Regions from separate parts of the Mus musculus genome. Here regions 1 and 3 are each linked to region 2. The links are chromatin contacts, called in public HiChIP or PLAC-seq and promoter capture Hi-C maps. All regions are on one chromosome and are shown on one strand. Each heading gives the region's core, a stretch centred on a gene start, on an enhancer-like site or on the middle of the called end of the contact. The rest is flanking DNA. Distances are from core to core; before and after follow the strand shown.

What was found. HiChIP or PLAC-seq counts read pairs in DNA pulled down with a chosen protein or histone mark. Capture Hi-C pulls out chosen DNA fragments and counts their contacts.
Region 1: a contact with region 2 is called in a promoter capture Hi-C map of liver. The contact joins the promoter of 1700001P01Rik here to the promoter of 2410003L11Rik in region 2. A contact is called at or near these places in 2 of 39 promoter capture datasets (the HPC-7 cell line and embryonic stem cells), 2 of 115 datasets of contacts at active chromatin or transcription factors (embryonic stem cells and stem cell-derived neural progenitor cells) and 1 of 9 other capture datasets (liver).
Region 3: an H3K27ac HiChIP or PLAC-seq map of embryonic stem cells shows a contact between it and region 2, with 6 read pairs. The contact joins the enhancer-like site here to the promoter of 2410003L11Rik in region 2. A contact is called at or near these places in 1 of 39 promoter capture datasets (cranial neural crest), 3 of 484 Hi-C or Micro-C datasets (embryonic stem cells and nephron progenitors), 9 of 115 datasets of contacts at active chromatin or transcription factors (embryonic basal ganglia, embryonic stem cells, epiblast stem cells and 1 more) and 2 of 9 other capture datasets (liver and macrophages).

What each region holds. Positions count from the first base shown.
Region 1 is chr11:97,774,582-97,777,891 of GRCm38.p6, reverse strand. It overlaps 1700001P01Rik (RIKEN cDNA 1700001P01 gene), which reads left to right and starts at 1,974. Exons shown (of 3, transcript NM_028156.2): 1 at 1,974-2,240. The coding sequence starts at 2,034. It overlaps Rpl23 (ribosomal protein L23), which reads left to right. Exons shown (of 5, transcript NM_022891.3): 5 at 1-366.
Region 2 is chr11:97,596,949-97,600,410 of GRCm38.p6, reverse strand. It overlaps 2410003L11Rik (RIKEN cDNA 2410003L11 gene), which reads right to left and starts at 1,900. Exons shown (of 4, transcript NR_045496.1): 1 at 1,744-1,900.
Region 3 is chr11:97,433,756-97,437,435 of GRCm38.p6, reverse strand. It overlaps a transcript of Arhgap23 not described here. Among named protein-coding and RNA genes, the nearest start is that of Arhgap23, 15 kb to the left of the region's middle. Within about 2 kb of position 2,160, at least 374 of the 459 cell types and tissues checked have an H3K27ac peak or open chromatin away from gene starts, as enhancers often do. A contact at or near this core is called in embryonic basal ganglia, embryonic stem cells, epiblast stem cells and 4 more, where this site is marked.

The DNA of each region.
Region 1 (3,310 bases), core at 725-3,224, 180 kb before region 2:
GGATCAGCTATAAAGATTCAATTGTAGAAGGTTCACGTCTCAATGCCCACGTGGTAGCTGTAACTTCAATTAAAAAACAAAAACAGCCGGGCGTGGTGGTGCACGCCTTTAATCCCAGCACTTGGGAGGCAGAGGCAGGCGGATTTCTGAGGCCAGCCTGATCTACAGAGTGAGTTCCAGGACAGCCAGGAATACACAGAGAAACCCTTGTCTCCAAAAACCAAAAAAAACAAAACACGCATTCTTTTCAGGTCTTTGCTGGGACCAGGTACACATAACACAGATAAATATTAGAGCAAACCATGCACATATGGTAAATTATCTTTGGGTTTTGGGTCCCTAAAATAAAGTGGTGTGTTCATTGTGTTTCTGTGAGTGCTTGAGAACGACCTTGAAGGTTGAAGCCTGGATGGCCACTTGAGTGTTGTGTACAGGAGCCCTGTGCTTGAGTGCAGATGTTTAGGTCATCTGGTCATTAGCCAGAGGTCACCTTTCCATGGCTGTGGTTGATTAAGGTACTTAACACTTGTGGACTTTTTTCAGAATGAAAAAATAGGGCTGGAGAGATGGCTCAGCTGTTAAGAGCACTGGCTGATCTGCCAGAGGTCCTGAGTTAATTCCCAGCAGCCACGTGGCTCATAACCATCTGTAATGGGATCTGCTGCCCTCTTCTGGCCTGTAGTTATGCAGGCAGAGTACTGTATACATATAAATCTTTTTAAAAAGAATAGAAAATAATGTCCACAGAATGATGTATAGAGTCGCCCGTGTAGTGATGTCCAACCACCTAGAGACAGATCTCTACGTTCAGGGCCAGCCTGGTCATGTGTAGTATTTGCTGTGTTTACCCACCTTTGGCCCACTTTAAAATCCTGCTTCTGCTGGATTTAGCTGTGGGGGTGCTGGAATGTGTACCAGCCCTTGGCCAGAGGAAGTCATCCCTATAACTGGTGTCATTTGAGCCCTATGTCCTCTAAGAGTAGGCAGTATTGTGTCCCCTCCTGCTGGGATCTATAGGCCTACACCTGTCAAACTTTTCTACTGCAGACTATCGGGTCTTGTGTTGCCTTTTTCAAGACAAGTTTTCTCTAACTGCCCTGGAAGTCCCAGCTGGTCTCTACCTCCCCAGTACTGGGATAAAAGGCATGAACATAAAAGTCCTTAGCTGTGTTCCTTGAATCCAGCAGAGTTAGTACATTTTTGAGGCCCTGTTGGACAAAGTATCCAAGTGGAACTACTGAGTAAGGAATTGATACCAGGTGTGGCATGTGCCTGTAATAGCAACACTGTAGCTATCAAAAACTTGAGGCTTGCCTGGCAGTGGTGATGCACACCTTTAATCCCAGCACTCAGGAGGCGGATTTCTGAGTTCGAGGCCAGCCTGGTCTACAAAGTGAGTTCCAGCGAGTCAGTGAAGCCCTGTCTCAAACAAACAAAAAAACCAAGTGAGCCCCCACCATGCCTGGTTTGCAGAGACCCTTCTAAACCTTAGCTACTTAGACTGAACTTAGGAGGGTTCTGAGAAGATTTGGCCAAAATGTGGACAAATGGGGAAAAGTCAGCCAGGAAATTTACTAAGTCTGAGTGTTGAGTCTGGAAATGCTGGACTGCACTACTTCGTAGAGGAACTGTTCGATTACCATTTGTTGTTGGTTTGGTTTGGTTTGGCTTTGTATAGCCCTGGTTGTCTTGGGACGCTGCCACTACGCCGGCTCAGTTACCACACAACTCCCACTCGGGCACACCTGCACTCATATACATATGAAATGTTAAAACGTGTGTGTGTATGAATGAGTGTAAGCAAAAGACTCGGGTTGTAGCAGCTTGGTATAGAGTGCTTTCCTACTATGCCCAGGCATAAAGCCTTCCTTGGGTTAAGTTCCAGCATCACGATAAGATGGGCGTGGTGGTGACCCTGAAATAACAATAGGGTTTGTGTCTCAGGGAGGTAATTGACAGACGTAACAATGCTCAGTGAAGTCCCCATCTAAGGCTCCAGAAAGCTCTCAGACTCGAAGACTGCGGTGGTTAGGATGGCTTGTTGTTACAACAGTCCTCGGCGACTCGAAAAATCTTTTGTTTTGGATGGGGTAGCTGTGAGCACAATGGCCCAGGCCTACAGCATCATGAGGCCCAAGCTGTGGTCTGCAATTCCGCCTTATAATCCTCAACTGGACCACCACAGTCGTCGGTACTTCCGGAGCCGCGTGGTTCCGCCCATTTTGCGGAAAACTGATCAGGTAGGTGTGGGAGCATCCCGGAGCACCTGCGACTTCAGGCAGTCAGCTTGTGGGTTTGGGTCCTGGTGGCCCAGGACTTCGAGGTTTCGCACCCCTCTAATTCTGGGCCTTGAGCTACCGGGCGCTGTGCACCGCTGAGGCCCGCACCCTGCGGCTGTTTTGGTGAGTTAGAGGAGCAGGATGAGAGAGGAGTGCTGGTGCTGAGCTCATTTGGTCCTTTCTACCCAGAACCCCACCCATCTACAGTCTCATTTCTTGTTTCTGCGAGCAGAGGATAAGGCGCAAAGCCAAGTCTCTACAGACAAATAATAGATTTCTTTGTCTTTGTGACGTCACAGGGGCCGCTTAGCTGTGACCTCACTACGGATCTTCAAAACCCACAGAAACTACCAATAAGCTTTGTGAACCAAAGGGGATTGCCTTGTCCTATGCTGTCACAGTCACCGGGTTAAGGCTGGCTTGCACCTGTGAGCCCAAGGGAAGCCATTGCCCCATCTCTGCAGACATCCTACTTATACAGGATCATAGATCTCAGGCTGTCCATTGACAGTTCATTTCTCCCAACACTTTTTAAAATTTTTTTTTACTTCTTGTTTTGATGTAGTCTCGCTGTATCACAAGCTGTCCTTGAGCTCTTATGCTCAACTGATCCTCAGTCTAGTTAGTGGCTGAGGATGTAGCTTACTGGTACAATACCTACCTCACATGGAGGAGGTCAGGCACACCCCCCCCACACCCATTAAAAAACAAATAAACAAACAAACAAAAACAACTAATGGCTGGGAATGCAGGGGTCCAGCCCACGTCACCTCCCTGTTTTGGTAAATCTCCAACCCAAATATGCCCTGTCAATGAAAACATGACTCAGTTAATATGAATACATGCTGTGCACCTAGATTGGCCAGATCTACTGCTACACTACCAACTTCCATATCTATGAGACCCCTTAGATAGAACTTGCAGTTTCTCCAGGCCATGTGCTCTGCTTTTCTTCTTCCTCCTCCTCTTCTGCATCCTCTCTCTCTCCCATTTTCTACTTTTCTCTCCCCACCTTCTGCTCCACCTTCCCT
Region 2 (3,462 bases), core at 651-3,150:
AAGAGGGCATTGGATCCCATTTCAGATGGTTGTGAGCCACCATGTGGTTGCTGGGAATTGAACTCAGGACCTCTGGAAAAGCAGCTAGTGCTCTTTATCTCTGAGCTATCTCTCCAATCCTGGCATCAACCTCTTTTTGTTATTGTTTTGTTTGTTTTGTTCTGTTTTTGAGACATGATCTCTATACATAGCCATGGCTGTCCAGGAACTCACTCTATAGACTGGGCTGGTCTCAGATTCACAGAGATCTGCCTGCCTCTGCCTCCCAGGTGCTGGCAAAGTGTCAAACTCTTGATCCTTGTGCCTCAGTCTCCGGAGTGCTAAGATTACAGACACATGCTACCAAGTCCAACCTTCATATACATTTATAGTTAAGCTGGTTGAGGTGGCTCCAGCCAATAATTGTACTAATTGGGAAGATGAGGCAGGAGGATTACCATGGGTTTAAGACCAGTCTAATCTACATTGTGAATTCCGGGCCAGTCTAGGCTGTAATTTGAGAACCAATTTCAAAAACAAGCAAAATGAAGGGAGTGGTGGACATCTTTAACCCCTGAACTTGAGAGGCAGAGGCAGGTGGGTCTCTACAGATCAGCATAGTTTACGAGAGGCAGAGGCAGGTCGGTCTCTACAGATCAGCATAGTTTACACACTGAGTTGTAGACTAGCCAGGGATACGTAGTTGTAACCCGAAGGCTTTTCCATGTACGCCCCAGTTGCCGAACAATGACATGGAGGCTTATTTTCTTCTTCTTCTTTTTTTGTTTGGTTGTTTGTTTTTTGAGACAGGGTTTCTCTGTGCAGCCCTGGCTGTCCTGGAACTCACCCTGTAGACCAGGCTGGTCTCGAATTCAGAAATCTGCCTGCCTCTGCCTCCCAAGTGCTGGGATTAAAGGCGTGTGCCACCACTGCCCGGCTGGAGGCTTATTTTCATTTACGATGATTATGGCCTTAGTTTAGGCTTGCTCCCCAACTAGCTCTTAAATTAACTCATTTATACTAAGTTCGGCCACATGGTTGGTTTCCTCTCCTTGCATCATAAGCCTGACTTCCTTCTTGGTGGCGGGTCTTCCGGTACTTGACTTTCCCAGAGTTCCTCTCTCTGCGCTGGATGACCCACCCTCTCTATTCTACCTTCTCCTATAGGCCATAGGCTTTTTATTTTGACCAATCAGAAGGTGCCTTAGGCAGGCAAGGAAGGACAGAGACACATCTTCACACAATGTACAAAAATATCACTCTAACACAGTGAGACCCCGTTTAAAACAAGAGAAAACAACACCCAAATGCCAGCGGAATGACACAGTCAATGAAGTGCTTGCCTTACAAGTCTGAAGCCCGTTAGTTTCCCCAACCCCCGGCAGAACACGAGCAAGATGGCGTGCACGTCCAGTCTCCGCCCCATGTAGCTTCCAGCTAGCTTAGCCCACTTGGGGACACTCCAGGCTTGTGAGACTGTTTCAAACAAACAAAAAAGCAGAAAAGTGTATAATCATATCGTCCAAGGTTATCCTCTGACCTCCGCACATGTGCATTAACATACCTGCACAGATATGCACACAACCCATGTGCAAATAAGCATATACACAAAAATAAAAACAAACGACGCCCCAAGAGAGGGGTCAGCAAGTGAAGACTCTTGCCACCAAGCCAGAGGACCCTAGTTTGGGATCGCCAGGAAGTGTCTTAGCTAACTACTATTCTGTCGCATCGAGACCAAACGCCATGACTACGGTAACTTACGTAAGAAAGCATTTAGTCTGGGGCTCATGATTCCGGAGGGCAGCAGAGTTCATGACCATCGTCTGGAGAAGCATGGAAACAGGCAAGCATGGCTCTAGAGCAGGAGCTGAGAACTTATGTTGAGACAGCAGCCATCAAGGAGACAAGACAGCTAACTGGGTGGGAAAGGCTCTGGGTTTTGAAATCTCAAAGCCAGCTGCCAATGACCCACCTCCTACAGCAAGGCCACACCTCCTAATCCCTCCCAGAAGTCAGCCCAAACTCAGACAAAGCATTCAAATATATGAATCCATGAGGACCCTTCTCACTCAAACCACCACAGGAGAGAACTGCCTTTTCAAGTCCTCTGACCTCTATGCACACACACACACACACACACACACACACACACACACACACACACGGAGTTGGAGAGATGGCTCAGCGGTTTAGAGCACGGACTGCTCTTCCAGAGGTCTTGAGTTCAATTTCCAGCAACCACATGGTGGCTCCCAACCATCTGTAAGAGGGATCTGATGCCCTCTCCTGGTGTGTCTGAAGACAGCAGTGGTGCACCCGTATACATAAAATAAACGCACACACAAAGTATAAATAAATACATAAATAAAAAACAGCAGCACTCAAGAAGGTATGTGCACACACAATAAATAAATGTATTTTTAAAAAGGAACAGAAAATAATTAAATTTATTTTGATATTATTATTATTACTATTTTGGCTCTTTGGTTTTTCATGACAGAATTCTTTGTGTAACTGTCCTGAAACTCACTTTGTAGATCAGTCTGGCCTCAAAATCACATATTCTCATGCCTCTGACTCCTGAGTGCTGGAATTAAAGACATGTGCTATGCTACCATGCTGACTTTATTTTTATTTAAATTGTATGTATGTATGTATGTATGTATGTATGTATGTATGTATGTATGTATGTATATAGACAGCCTTCTTCTGTGTAGCCCTGACTGTCTTGGAACTATAGACCAGGCTGGCCCCAAACTCACAGGGATCGACCTTCCTCTGCCTCCTGAGTATGTAAGCCAATAAGAATTCGACTTTTGACTTGGCAGAGGCAGGCGAATTTCTGAGTTCGAGGCCAGCCTGGTCTACAGAGTGAGTTCCAGGACAGCCAGGGCTACACAGAGAAACCCTGTCTCAAAAAAAAAAAAAAAAAAAAAAAAAGAATTCGACTTTTGATCTGCAAAATGGTTTTCTAGGATGGTTATTGGTGTTGATTCAGCTTATGAAAAATTAGGGGCAGAACTAATATAATTTTTGTTACTTTTTGATATAGGGTCTTGTGTAAGAATGGTACTGTATGCCTGTGTACTAGGGCTACCTTCTTTTTTTTTTTTTTTTTTTTTTTTAGAAATATATTAATTTATTTAAGATTAGGAGACATCTCTTTTTTCATTAATTTCTTTATTCACTTTACATCCCAAACACAGCCCCTCCTCCAATTCCACCTTCAATTTCCTCTCCCTATTATCCCCTCCCTTTCTCCTCAGAGAGGGGGAGCCCCCCTTGGGTACCAACAGGCCCTAGGACATCTAATCCCAGCAGGAGGAAAAGCCTCCCATTGAGGCCCCACCAGGCAGTCCAGCATGGGGAAGGGGATCCAATGGCAGGCCACAGAATGAACCGCAGGCTCTGCTCCAATTGTTAGGGGATCCACATGAAGACCAAGCTGCACATCTGCTACAAATATAGGGCCACTGCATG
Region 3 (3,680 bases), core at 911-3,410, 160 kb after region 2:
ATGGTTTCAAGGTTGGCCTTAAATTCTCTGTGTGGCTAAGGATGATTTTGAACTCCTGCCTCCACTTCTCAAAGGTCTGGAGTCACAGATGTGTACCACCATACCTGGCTCCCACTTTTGTTGTTGTTGTTGTTGTTTGTTTCTCGAGACAGGGTTTCTCTGTGTAGCCCTGGCTGTCCTGGAACTCACTCTGTAGACCAGGTTGGCCTTGAACTCAGAAATCCGATTGCCTCTGCCTCCCACATGCTGGGATTAAAGGTGTGCGCCACCACGGCCCAGCTGGCTCCCACCTTTAAAAAGGATTTATTTTTATTATTTTTAACGTGTGTGAGTTCACATGCACAGGAGTACAGACCCCACAGGAAGACGGAAGAAGGCATCGGCTCCCATGGAGCTGAAGTTATAGACAACTGTAAGCCACCCACATGGGTTCTGGGAATAAAACTCAAGTCTTCTTGCAAGACACTGTGTACTCTGAGCCATCTCTCCATCCCCTGTTCTCCTTTTTGAGGAGGTGAGGCTTTGAACTAACTCTGTAGACTAGGCTAGCCTTGGATTCACAGAGATCCACCTGCCTCTGCCCCCTGGGTGCTGGAAAGAAAAGCATGCACCGCCACGTCTACCTCCACCCTCCTACCTCAACCCCCTTAAAGACAAGGATGGAGAAAGAGAAGGCTTCACCCCTGTGATACCAGGACTGCATCCCAGGGCCTGACCCCCCTCCCCCTAGATCCCTCGACATTACCTTCTGGGTTATCCATTCAACTACCACATGTGGAGTGGTGCCATGGGCCAGGGTGAGACCCCTTGGAAATCTAAGGCACGCACAGTCCCTGCCAGCAGGGCCCTTGTGTCAGGAGTGCCTCCAGCGTCCCCCAGCTCCAGACTCTGGCCCAGCCAGCTGCTCTCATTGACACGGGTCAGGCAGTCCTCACACCCAAAGGGGAATCCTGACATGCTGTCAGGGGCCTGGACTTCAAAGAAGAGCAGTAATGGGTAATGGGCTGTCCCAGGCTAGCCCTCCAGGAGACGAGGGTTGAAAGCAGAGGAAAAGAAGTCTGCAGAGTCACCAGGAACCAGGGGCAGGGAGGAGAGCTGCCCAGAGCCCGAGGGTCAGGGACAGAAGGAGGGAAGCTGATAGATACACTGCTGAGCCTGAGCTCAGGAAGCCAGAGTCACAGGGCTCAAGGTCAGGCCCGCCCGCTCTTCCTTCCTCTGCTTGCTCAGCACCTCCTCCGAGACCTTAGGTCCCCGAACCGCAGGTGACCAATAGGAGCCCCCACCCCCACCCCCGAGAATTATCCATCTGGTCTCTCACACCATCAAACACAGACCCGTAGCCACCCACAACCTCACACACAGTGACAAATCCAGAGGTAGGGCTAAGGTAGCCATGGGAGCATGTGACAGACAATGCCTGCCCCCTGGCCTAGTCTCCTCCCTTCAGGGCAGTGCCTCCTGGGCCTCCTCCACCCTTTAGCCCCATTCACAGCTCAGTTCCCAGCTTCGATCGAGCAGAGGCCCCTTCTGACATGCCCTAACAGGCCAAGTTGACAAGCAGGCCAGGCAGGCTGAAGCTCCCACCCCCTCCACTGACATGCATCACATCGGCAGCGAAGCAGGGGACCCTGGGCTGCTCCAGACAGCTGGCACCAGGTGACTCAAAAGGTCTTCCCTACCTGGGCTCTCCTTCTCAGACCACAGTGACACACCAGTGATCCCTGCCCCTCTCAAAGTGGGTCATAGCCAAGGAAGAGGGAGGCTGAGGTAGGGGGCAGGGGAGTATTTTCCATGCCTGGCACCCAACCACCATCTGTCCAGGAGGGAAAGGAACAATCGCAGACAGGAGTCAGCACACAAAATGAAGGTGGGTCCAAACTTTCACCCAAAGGATGTTGGAAGGATTAAATCAACAAAAGAAAGCCTTAGCAGGGTGTGATAGTACCTGTCTGTACTTTCAACTGAGGAAGCAGGACAGTTAGAGGATAGCATAACCGTTTCAAAAACAAAAAATGAAAATCTCAGCACCGACCCAGGGTACACAGTAGGAGCTTGAAAATGCAAGCTGTTTAATATCCAGCCACGTAGCTACTCAGCTAGGCTTGCACAAGACACAGTGACAAGGCACATGCAGAACTTGCCATCATGGCCCCTCCCACTGCTGACCTACAGAGGCACCGTAGCTCCGCCCACAGCTGACCCGAGGCATTTATTGGCTGAGACACACTCCCTTCCCTCACAGGGGGAAGAAGGCCCACAGACCTGGCCTCTAGGCCCTCTGGGAATGGACAACATGAGACCCCAAGTGTGGCAGTAGAGGAGGAGTATGCCAGGCTGGCACGCGAGAGCCCAGCAGGAGGTCGCTGACGCCGAGGGGGCGGGGCTGAAGGCAGAGTCTTTGCTCTCTGTGGGAAATGAGCACTTACTGAAGAGAGGGAGCTCGGAGTCAGCCACAAAGTAAACACCCAGGCCATTGCCAAGGCAACCACAGCCAGTGTGGGTCAGGGCCCACCACAATCCCTCCACCCAGACACCCCTGCGCTGTCTTCGGTCTTCTGGGTGTCCTCTCTTCTGGCAGCTCCCTGTGAGTAAGGGCTTGTAGCCCCATGGCAGGCTGGGGTCTCTGGAATACCTGGCCTGCATCTATCTGTCCCTAGTGACAGGAGAAAGAAACTGCAGCCTCTCCCTTTGGACAGACAGCTCCTAAGGATGAAGGCTACTGCTTTTCAGAAGTGGATTTGCCCTAGAGTGCCTTTGTCCAGAGCAGGCTTTCAGAAACTGCTGGGATGGAATAATAGTTCAGTCAGTAAAGGGCCTTGGGAGAATAAGGACTCAAGTTCAAGCCCAAGCAAGTTAATAAAAATAAATAAATAAAAGTTAAAAAAAAAAAAAGCCGGGCGTGGTGGCACAGGCCTTTAATCCCAGCACTCGGGAGGCAGAGGCAGGCGGATTTCTGAGTTCCAGGACAGCCAGGGCTACACAGAGAAACCCTGTCTCAAACCCCCCCCGCCCCCCCCCAAAAACGTCCAGGTGTGGCAGTGTGTATGTAATCTCGGTGTTGTCCCAGTGCTGGGGAGGCAAAACAAATGGTTCGCTGTGGTTCACTGACCAGACAACCCTAGCCTACTTGTTGGGCTCTAGAAAAATGAGAGGCCCTGTATCAAAATAACAAGGCCTAGGTTAGGACACTAGCTGCTTATACAGAGGTCCTGAGTTGAATTCCCAGCAACCACATGGTGGCTCACAACCATCCGAAATGGGATCTGATGCCCTCTTCGGTCTGATGTCTTCTTCTGTCATGCAAATACAGTACTCATACATAAATAAATGCATCAAAAATTCATGGGGGGGGATGGGGACTTTGTGAAGGGGTAACCGGGAAGGGGGATATCATTTAAAATGTAAATGAATAAAATAATTAATAAAAAAATCAGCCAGGCAGTGGTGGCACACGCCTTTAATCCCAGCACTTGGGAGGCAGAGGCAGGCGAATTTCTGAGTTCAAAGCCGCCTGGTCTACAGAGTGAGTTCCAGGACAGTCGGGGCTATGCAGAGAAACCCTGTCTCGAAAACAAACAAACAAAACAAAACAAAATATCAATGTAGAATTACTATATGATCCAACAATTACAAACCCAAAAGCACAGAAAACACGTAAGTATTATTCACAAAAGTGTTCT